Regions from separate parts of the Mus musculus genome. Here region 2 is linked to region 1. Evidence: chromatin contacts called from public Micro-C data. All regions are on one chromosome and are shown on one strand. The core of a region is the stretch at or near the end of the contact, and the rest is flanking DNA. Distances in the headings are between cores, read along the strand shown. Region 1 holds the start of Sec1 (secretory blood group 1). Region 2 holds the start of Syngr4 (synaptogyrin 4).

Region 1 (4,919 bases), core at 1,485-3,984:
TTGTTTGTTTTGTTCTTTTGTTTTTTCGAGACAGGGTTTCTCTGTCCTGGCTGTCCTGGAACTCACTCTGTAGACCAGGCTGGCCTCGAACTCAGAAATCTGCTTGCCTCTGCCTTCCGAGTGCTGGGATCAAAGGTGTGCACCACCACGCCCGGCAATTTTCAATTTTAAATTCTAGAATGTGAAGTGGCCCACCCCTTTAATTTCAGTACCCCAGAGACAGAGGCAAGCAATCTCTGAGTTTTGGGTTGTTGGTTTTTTGTTTTTGTTTTTTTTGTTTTTTTCGAGACAGGGTTTCTCTGTGTAGCCCTGGCTGTCCTGGAACTCACTCTGTAGACCAGGCTGGCCTCAAACTCAGAAATTTGCCTGCCTCTGCCTCCCAAGTGCTGGGATTAAAGGCATGCGCCACCACTGCCCAGCATAATCTCTGAGTTCGAGGCCAGCCTGGTCTACAGAATGAGTTCTGGGACAGCCAGGGCTAAACAGAGAAACCCTGTCTCGGAAGAAAGAAAAAAAAAAAAAAAAAAACAAAAACCAAACCAAACCACCAAACCAAACCAAACCAACAAAACAAAACAAAAACAAAACCCAAAACTCAGAGATTGCTTGCCTCTGTCTCTGGGGTACTGAAATTAAAGGGGTGGGCCACTTGACATTCTAGGATTTAAAATTGAAAATCAGGGTGTTGGTAGGATCCCACTGTGGTGTTAGTAAGAGTCATCCTGCCTCTTCCAGAGTTTGGGGATACCCATGACTCCTGACTTGTGGCCATCTAATTCCAGTATCTGCCTCTGTCTTCACAGGCTTCTGTTTTGTTTTGTTTTGTTTTTAAGATTTATTTGTTTGTTTTCTATGAATACACCGTAGCTGTCTTCAGACACACCTGAAGAGGGCATTGGATCCCATTACAGATGATTGTGAGACATTATGTGGTTGCTGGGATTTGAACTCAGGACCTCTGGAAGAGCAGTCAGAGCAGTCAATCACTGAACCATCTCTGTGGCCCAAGTGTTTGTTTTCTTAAGCCATATAGTACAGTGAAAAATAGTGTTTTGAGACAAGGTTTCCCTGTATAGTGCAGGCTAGCCTCCAGCTCCAACTGCAGCCTTTTCTGCTCCAGCCTTCCAAGTGCTGAGATTACAGGAGTAAAACAGACCTTGCTTGAATCTCTCTGCTACACTAGGCCTTTAGCCTCTGGACTTTTGCTGTTGTTTTTGAGATAGGATCTCTGGTAGCCCATTATTATATCTAACTCATTATGTAGCTAAAAATGAACCTCTGGTCCTCCTGCTTTGTAGCTCTTCAATGCTGGGCTGATAGGCATTTACCACTATACCTGGTTTACAGTGGGCTTGTGGGGGACCAAACCCAGAGCCACATGCACGCTAACGCTACCAAGTTGAGCTCCAGCCCAGCCTGTTTCTGGATCTTTCCAGAAACCTTTCGCTTCATCTGGAGTTGCCTTTCTTGCCCCTTCCTTGTGGGCAAATTCCTACTGGAACAAATACAGACTTCAGGAGATTCCGCCCACCCCCACACATACACCATGAACAAATAAAGACTTCAGGAGATCACCCCCACCCCCTGCCCCCCCCCCCCACACACACCATGAAGTCATTTGTCTAGCTGGTGAGGTGAACAGAATTTGTCTTCTTTGAGGTCTGGTGGCCACCTGTGCCACCCCTATTACTGTGCAGGGACAGGCAGGGCTGACATCTGGAGGGGAGGGGAGGGGAGGGGAGGGGTGAGGAGGGGAGGGGAGGGAAGGGAAGGGCCTGGTCGGCAAGTGGTACAGATGTGGATTTCACACCAATTTGCTTCGGCTGCTAGAAACAAAGTTTGAGTCACAAGGAACACATAAGGCTCTCTGCTCTGGGCTTTCATCTTCTACACGCAGGCTCTTGGGTGGGAGGAGCTCCCGCAGCTTGGGTGGTTCCCACAACCCCTGTGAACTTCCTTAACCCTCTCCCCCTGCCCTCAACGCCCACTACCTCTGTATCCTAGCAAGATCTTCCCATCAGCGTGCTCACAGAGAAAGGGAGGCCTCTGGGTATTCAAATAGTAACAGGAAACTCATAGGGTGCTTGCTCTGGGCCAGGCCTGTTCCAAAGCCTTAATGTCGATTAATAGGTTTCAGCTTCAAACTGCACTTGTTAAATAATCCCTGGACTTCCGATCCCCCACCTCCTAAGTGCTGAGAACTGGGCCACCATGGCTCTATCTAGACTATATTTCAAGATTAGATGATAGTCGTCGAAGCCTCCCCCTCGCCCATCAGAATAATAAAATATCTTAAACGCCAAACTTTCTGGATATGAGACTACCGGGCACCTTTGTCAAATTTCTTGCCTTTTCCAGCCATACCTAGTCTATTGTCTTTTGGCTAATCATCAAGCAACACAAATCTTACTAGAACCCAGTTACTCCACGGGAGTCCTTTCACTTCCAAGTACACTGGCCACTTTCTCCCAGGTAATTTATTTAGAACTTAAGCTTGGTGTATCAAGGCCTTTTCGGTTGCCTTGGAAAGACTCTCCCAACACGGATGGGGTGTGTGTGTGTGTGATCTGTAGACACAATTCCACAAGACATGAGCCTTTATTGTGACAAATAACCTATAAGGCTCACAGGTCCAAGCAGTCACTTCCGGTCCCAACGTAGGCAACGTCACATGCGGAGTGGCGTCACGGGCACTGAAGCTTCTGATTGGCTCTGGGGACTCACACCTTACATTAGTAGCTCACTTTAGTTCCTGGGCCCAGGGCTCCGTGTGGGTGGCAGCAGGCCTCGGCAGGCACCTCCGCGCTCCTTCTGCTGCAGTCGCCGCAGCGGCCGGGCCCATCGTGGTCTCCAGGGCAGCGCGAGGCCGTGGCGGTTCAGGATGAGGCGCGCAGGGTCATAGTTGTCGTCGTCGTGGGTCTGCGCAGCACGGCCCAGCAGGAGGTAGTCAGCGCCAGGGCGCAGGCGCAGGCAGCCGCAGATTAGGTCAGCACGTGGCACCCAGGCCTCCTGGCCACCGCGGCGCACGGGCCACGCACGCTGTTTGAACACAGCCAGCACGTGCACGGCCAGCCGCCACCACTCGGGGCCCACCGCCTCAGACGGCTGCGACGACGACGCTGAAACCTGGGCGTGCAGAACTGAGGGAAGACACCACCTCAGGCAAGTGGGAGGCTAGCCCGGAGGAGGGCAGGCCTGATGAAGATGGCACCGTCACGTGGCGGTGGGAAGGGTCAGGCAAGGGCCTAGATTGGTGGTTCTCAGCTTGCGGGTCGTGACCCCCTTGAGGGACTACCCATCTTTTTCACAGTGGTCTCCTTGGACCATTGGGAAAAAGGTATTTACGTTGCAATTCGTTTGCAATTCATAACAGTAGCAACATTACAGATATAAAGTAGCAACGGGAATAATTTTATGGTTGAAAGGGTCACCACAACAGGAGGAACCACATTTGGAAGGTTGAGAACCACTGGTTTAAAGGGAGGCCAGGATCAAAGTTGGGAAGGAGTTATGTTGTGGTTTAGGATGGTGGACGCTGGTGGAATGTGAAGTGGGGGAGGGGAGAAATCCAAGATTGTGCTTGTAAGGGCCATGTGAGTTGCAGGACATGGGGGTGGAGGGTGGGAAATTGGGTGTGTGTGTGTGCGTGCCTAGAAATGGGATCAGGAAGAGTATGTGAAGCAGGGTTTTTAGGGTTGCAGTAAATTAAGAAGGATGAGGGAGGCAGAGGTCCAGAGGGATGCTCACCAGAGATCAGTCAGGGAGAGCATCCTAAGGACGTCAGATAATGCTGGCTGGGACTCTTGGAGTCATGTTCCTATTAACAGTAGCCTCAAGATTCCAGGGTCTCACTAAAATGTCGACGCTGGTCTAGAACTTACTCTGTAGCCTAAGCCAATCCAGAAGTCACTGGCGTCCCTCTGCCTCAGCCCCCTGAGAACTGAAGGTTTTGAGCTTGCACCAGCATGTTAAGCTAAGCCCAGAGCATTAGTGTTACACAGTGAGCCGGTTCCCAGGAGTGGGAGCCTCCAGAGAGGTGGGCCTTGTCAGAAAGGCTCTGGGGTAAACTGGCGGTCCAAAGAATGAATTGAGTGGGAAGGCCTGAGACTCGACTGATGTCACGCTACTGTGAATCAGTGCTGTGGTGTGGAGGGCCAGGAAGACCTCGGGGCTAGTTGCTGGCTAGCAAGGCAGATCTGTGAGTAGGAGAAGCCCCACCTCAAAGACGGGTGACACTGAAGTCAGTTGATGATCCTAGGGGCAAAGCAGCCTGTGCTCTGGGACAGAAAGCGGTGACCAGGAATGGTCCATCCTTTTCTGGCTAGGCCCAACCCCTGAGTATCTGAGAGCTGAGCTCATGGGCCTCAGTATTGGGCCCTGCTGTGCAGGGGTGGGGGTGGGGGGGGCAAAGGCTCAGATCTGAGACTGGAGGGATATGACAGGGCCTTCTCTACATCTCCATCCCTCCGTTCCTTCCAGCTCTCAGAGAGGTCAGGCTCAAGGACAGGATGCACAGCAAGTGTGAGAGTATGGAGGACCAGGAGACACAGGAAACAGGGATTCCTCCCACTGTCTCCCACCATTGTCTGCTGTTCTGTCTCAGATAACATTGTCTGGTGAAGACCAGTCCTTCAGGGTCTAACATCCTTTCCCATTTATAATAAGGAAGTGGAAGGATGGGGAAAAGGCAGGCCTGTTTTCCTCTCTCACTTACCATAATCCTGCTGACAGTATCTCTGAAGGCTCATGTGCACACTGCTGACGGAGACATTGCAATAGCCTTGACACTGTGGGTCTGGAGAGGGTCATGCTCTTTGCAGTGGGCTCCCGTGGCCTGGACCACAGCCTATCTCCCCTCCCCATTTCCACAAACAGCTGGACTGTCTGCGCCCTCAAGAAGGGCTGGAGCCCAGTCATGG
Region 2 (5,436 bases), core at 698-3,197, 200 kb before region 1:
TAGAGCTATGGGTGGTTGTGAGTTATCATGTGGGTACTAGAAGCAGATCCTGGGTCCTCTGCAAGAGTAACAAATGCTTCTAACTGGTAAGCCATCTTCTCAGGCTGACTAGAGGAATTTTTTTAAATTATTTTTATTTATATCAGTACATTGTTGCTGACTTCAGACACACCAGAAGAAGGCATCGGATCCCATTACAGATGGTTGTGAGCCATCATGTGGTTGCTGAGAATTGAACTCAGGTCCTCTGGAAGAGCAGTCAGTGCTCTTAACCACTGAGCCATCTCTCCAGCCACTAGGGGGAGTTTTTGATGAGATTGTTTGTGCTTGTACGTATGCATGTGGGCATAAAATCTAGCACGGGACTTGGTAGACACAGCAGGTGTTCAGTAAATCACTATTATACTAATGATCATCTGACAGTGATGGAGGGCTGAGAGCTCAAGCTATGGAATAGATCAGGGGTGAAGTAAGGGGCGCACTCTAGAGTCAAGCAAGCATGGGCCACTCACTGTAGCTTTGGATGGGTCACTGCCTTTAAACCTGTAAAATGGGATAATGGTGGCCTCTCACAGGGTTGTTCTGATGGCTCTATACATTACAAACACTTAGCACGGTGCCACGGAATAAAGAGCTCAAGGTGTGATAATAATTATCATTATGGCTTTGCAGATACAAATTTATTATGTACTAGAAAGGAATTATGAGGATGATAGTTACATCTATTTCAAGGGAAAAACTTATGTCCCAGTGTGCCTGTTCAAGGCCCCAGAAGAAGCCCAAGTCCAGAGATCTTTAGGCATCTCATCTTGGAGTTCTTTCTAGCCCCTGCATTCCAACTTTCTCGAACCCACTAGGAACGCCAAAGGGACCAGAAACTACACTCCCAGGAGGGCGCTAGCGCAGACCTCAAAAGCAGGTATAGTGGTGCAGTCGCGAGGTCGGCTGGAAACTGTAGTCTCTAGGTCCTTAGACCACTGATGGGCGGTACCTGTATCAGGAGGCGGAGCAGCTGCTCCTTGGAGAATGGAATGAAGCGCTCGCGGTACTGCTGGGCCCAGTCGCAGGGCTCCTTGGGGTTCCACATCTTGCGGTACACCCCCATCCTGTTCTCCAGGGACGACAGAGCTCGGGGAGTCCCGAGGAGAGCAGGCACCAGGGACCATAGTCGGACCTTGGACCCCCAGGTCACATGCAACATGGCCTGCCCCCTTTCCCAGAGCCTAAACATAAGCAAATGAAGGGGGATGTCAAAGGTCAGTTGGAGGTAGTACCTCCACACACCCCTCCCTTCGGGGACAGTTCCTGGCCAGTCTCCCTCCCTCTAATCCCTTTCCGGTTCCTTCTACACTGCACATTTAGGTTGGCTCCGGAATAGGGTCAGAGGTCGTAGTTTGGAGTATCTTGCAGGCCCAGGGACCCTGAAGCGGTACAAATGGTCTCTGAGAAGCTTAAACAATGAGGTGGAGCTCAGGAGTGTTGAAAAACTAGGAAAAGTTAATAGCGGGTGCTGGGCCGTCCTTCCTGGGCCATGCAATCCCCCACCCTGCCCTCACCTTAACCAACGCGCGACTGTCATTGAGCCTTCTGCGCATGTGCAGTAAGAGGTCCTAGGCCCAGAGGATTGGCTTCAGCAAGCAGTAAGGCGCATGCGCACAGCCTGAGCCGCTTGAAACCATTTAATAGCCTTTATCTCAACTGCGCATGCCTCATCGCTAGTCCTTTTTTTTTTTTTTTTTTTTTTTTTTTTTTAAAGGTAATGCGCACGCGCTGAAGACGTGTGGTCCGCTATTTGGAGCTGGGTCGGGCCCTCGCGCGCGCCCGGCCAACGGCGACCCGCCCAACGTCCGCCGAGACCACGCCCTTTCCATAGTCAGTTCGGATAGGCGGAAAGGAAAGGGGCGGGACTTGGCTGCAGCCAATCATCTGTAGAGGACAGAAAAGGCGGGAAAAAGAGGAACCAAAAAGAGGCTAGAGGTGGCTCCCGGGACCAGGAGAGGAAGCCAGGCAGGCAGAAGAGGAACGCAGGTCCTCGGCCCTCGGAGAAGAGGTGGTTCTCTTCAGCCAGCGTCCCCTTGGGGTCTCAGCACTTCCGCCCCCAGGTCCTTAGAAGGGAAGCCCCTAGTCTAAGGAGGTTGCCATGACTCTCATACCGAGTGGCAGCTGGTTTCTGAGGCTTCAGTCTTAAGACAATATGTCATCCTGAAACAGAGCTGAAGCCTAAGCAAGCCTGGTGTTACGGAAAATGACCCAAGTTAGGGAACACCTCAAATATTGCTGGGCTCTACGTGGTCTTCTATACCTAGGGTAGCTGCATTCCCTCAAGGACCAGTCTACAGTCCCCCTATTGACCCCACTCTGAGGGCCCAGCAGACCTGCCACCCCTTATCACCCTCATCCTGTATTCCCAAAATCTAGGGCCCTCAGAACCCTCTGGCCCCTTATCAGCACCTGAAACCTCCAATAGCCCATCAGCCTACATTTCCAACTTCTGGAACCCCGAAGCAGCCTTCCAGCCGTGCTCCCATTTCCAGAACCTCCCACATACCCTATCATGTCTCATCTCCAGCACCTAAGACCACCCAGCAGTTTCTCACCCCATATTCCTGACAACTGAAAACGGGAGCAGCCAGCCCCTTCAGCCCACCCCCTCTGTTCCTAGGGCTCCTAACAGCCCCTCAGCCTATCCATCCCCACAAAGGAAGGGCCAGTACTCCCCACTCCCAGCACTTTTACTCTGACATTCCCATTCCTCTTTTCTTGCAGTAGCTGAGCCTTGAGGTGGGTCTGAGGCACACAGGAAGTGGTGCCCAGAAAGCAGCACCCAACACCCCTGCCCCTACCTCCCGGGACACCCAAAGAAGAGCAGCCACTATGCACCTCCCTGAAAGCCTCCACGACCTGGCAGACAATGAGACTGTGCGCTTTCTGAGGAGACCAAAGAGCATCTCAAGGATCTTCGGAGGGGTGAGACCCCAGGGGTCAGGACACAGGCGACATCCAGGAAGAGGGCAAGGGGTCAGTGTGGTCAGAGAGGGAGAGAAGCAGACAGGAGCCCAAAACTGAAGCCACCTTTTACTGAGTATCTGGTCACTAGCCACTGTCAGCATCAACCGAGTCATCACAAGAAAGAGCCCCTCAAACCTGGGGCTCCTCAAAGGGCCTCTCAAATCTGTCACACCAGCACATAAAAGACTGAGGTAGGAGGATTGACATAGGTTTGAGGCCAGCCTGGGTTACAGTGTAAGAAAATGGAAAAAGTGAAAAAGAACCCTTTCAAAGGCGAAGAAAAGTAAAGCCACCCCCCCAAAAAACCCCATAATTTTGATAAATGGCATCAGTGTTTGAAGACTGCTTGTCCAGTGGAGTAGCCACAAGCCACGGGTGCTACTCCAATTCCAACTCATCAAATGGGATTCAAATGGGCTGCTCTGCAATCATGGTGGCCATATTTCAGGGGCTTAGTTGCCAAAGGTGCCTTATGAGTCTCCAGTTGGACAGCATAGATTCAGGCCACTTCACCATGCCAGGAAGTTCCATGGGACAGCATCCATTAAGGTTAACACAAAAGGGGGGAAGCACCACTCGGTTCTAGGAGATGCTAGGACCCATCCATTTTCTATTTCTCAGGTAGGGGAGGGGTGAACAGGGACTAGATCTATTTTTTTAAAAAAGCATAGATCTGGGAGGACCACAAGCACCAGACTCAGGGAGCAGATGTGAGTCATCACTGTGCCAGGCGTGATGCCGATGCTTTCTGTGCATCACTACCATCTTCCCAAGGGATCTGGACACTGAGAGCAAAGTCCCCATTCAGCCCACTGGTGCTATGTAACCTTGGAATAGAACCAGCCAGCCACTGCCTCTCTCTGAACATCAGTACAAGGGCCATCTGTGTCTATGGGCTGCGACCCACACTGCCTCCTTCTCCTTTTAAAGATTTTAGAAGCATATATATGTGGCTTCATGAGTTTATGTGCGCCACAGGCATGCAGGTGGTGGTGGAGGCCATAGGGGCTCAGGTCACCTGGAACTGGCGTTGGAGTCTGTTGTGAGTCTTAGTTTCTTTTCTATTGCTGTGAAGAGATGCCATGACCGAGGCAACTCAGAAACGAAGGCATTTAATTGGGGGCTTGCTTGTCGTTTCAAAGGGGGAGTCCATGACCATCATGGCAGGGAGCAAGGCAGCAGGCAGACAAGCATGGTGCTGGAGAAGTGGCTGAGAACTTACCTCTTATCTGCAAGTTGAAGAGAGGAAGAGAGAGAGAGAGAGAGAGAGAGAGAGAGAGAGAGAGAGAGAGAGAGAGAGAGAGAGAGAGAACTGGGGTAGCATGGGCACTTGAAAACTCAAAACTTCACCCCTAGTGACACACTTCCTTCCAAAAGGCCACACCCCTCATCTTTACCAAACAGTTTCACCAACTGAGGACCAAGCATTCAAATATATGAGCCTGGTCAAGGTGTGGTGCCACACACCTTCAATCCTAGCACTATAGAGGCAGAAGCAGAAGGATCTGCCTGAGTTTGAAGCCTGCCTGGTCTATATAGCAAGCTCCAAAGCAGCCAAAAATACACAGAAAGACCCTGCCTCAAAACAAACACAGAACAAAACCAACAACCTGAGCACCTGAGCCTGTGGGGGTCATTCTCATCCAACCACCACTCACAGTGTCCCTAACCACTGAACTCCAAACCACCACTCACAGTGACCCTAACCACTGAACTAGTGCACACCCTGCTTTATGTCTCTGCTGTCTTTTGTTTGTCTTTGTTGTTTGAGGCAGGGTCTTAATTTGTAGCCTAGCCCAAGTGAGCCTTGGATTCACAATGATCCTCCTGCTTGAGCCTCCCTGAGTGCTGAGATTATAGGTATGAGCTACCATGCTCAGCCAGCCTGTACTAGTTGTGCTGTTACCCCTGAACAGAACTGACAACTGAGGCAATGGTGAGATCAGATAGGGCTGTGGGAGCAGGAGCAACCCTCTGACCTGGTTCTTCACAGAGAGTCTCTAGGAAGTCAGCATTCATCTCCTCCTCCATGGGTTAAACGCCAAAGTCTTTCCTCGGGTTCCCAGGCCAGAGTGTCTTCTCTCTGTCCTCTCGAACAGAGTCCAGACAGGACTGGCTTTGAGGTCCATCCTAGCCATGTGTCCATTGGAGGGACATGCTACCCTGTTGGCTGGGCTGTCTATGACATTACCACCATCACCAGCATCAGTACCTCTCATTCCCAGAGATGCCCCTTTGGCTCAGTAGTTTACATGGTCAGACTATACCTGTGTGACCTGAAACATCTCTGAACCTTTGTGTCCTCATCTGGATCCAGAGAGTCCTAATACCCGCCTCCTGGGCAGAACTGCTGTGAAGATGAAAGAAAGCAATACATAGACAGGCTGTTTAGTGGGGGGCTGGCATGTGACGAGCTCTCCTTAAATA

The links. A called contact is a pair of places that touch in the nucleus more often than the background predicts.
Region 2: a contact with region 1 is called in a Micro-C map of embryonic stem cells, with 2.5 times the contacts expected there. The contact joins the promoter of Syngr4 here to the promoter of Sec1 in region 1. A contact is called at or near these places in 5 of 39 promoter capture datasets (the 3T3-L1 cell line, cranial neural crest, hematopoietic stem and progenitor cells and 2 more), 1 of 15 datasets of contacts at CTCF or cohesin (CD8 T cells), 3 of 484 Hi-C or Micro-C datasets (double positive thymocytes and embryonic stem cells), 5 of 115 datasets of contacts at active chromatin or transcription factors (the SCID.adh cell line, T-cell acute lymphoblastic leukemia, embryonic stem cells and 2 more) and 3 of 9 other capture datasets (adipose tissue, liver and pancreatic islet).

Annotation. Positions count from the first base shown.
Region 1 is chr7:45,692,217-45,697,135 of GRCm38.p6, reverse strand. It overlaps Sec1 (secretory blood group 1), which reads left to right and starts at 2,734. Exons shown (of 4, transcript NM_001271578.1): 1 at 2,734-3,162. Ntn5 (netrin 5) reads right to left here. Exons shown (of 7, transcript NM_001358870.1): 6 at 4,715-4,795; 7 at 2,580-3,140. The coding sequence ends at 2,746.
Region 2 is chr7:45,893,222-45,898,657 of GRCm38.p6, reverse strand. It overlaps Syngr4 (synaptogyrin 4), which reads left to right and starts at 1,947. Exons shown (of 5, transcript NM_021482.2): 1 at 1,947-2,050; 2 at 2,767-2,967. The coding sequence starts at 2,875. It overlaps Tmem143 (transmembrane protein 143), which reads right to left and starts at 1,589. Exons shown (of 8, transcript NM_144801.2): 1 at 1,557-1,589; 2 at 992-1,223. The coding sequence starts at 1,579.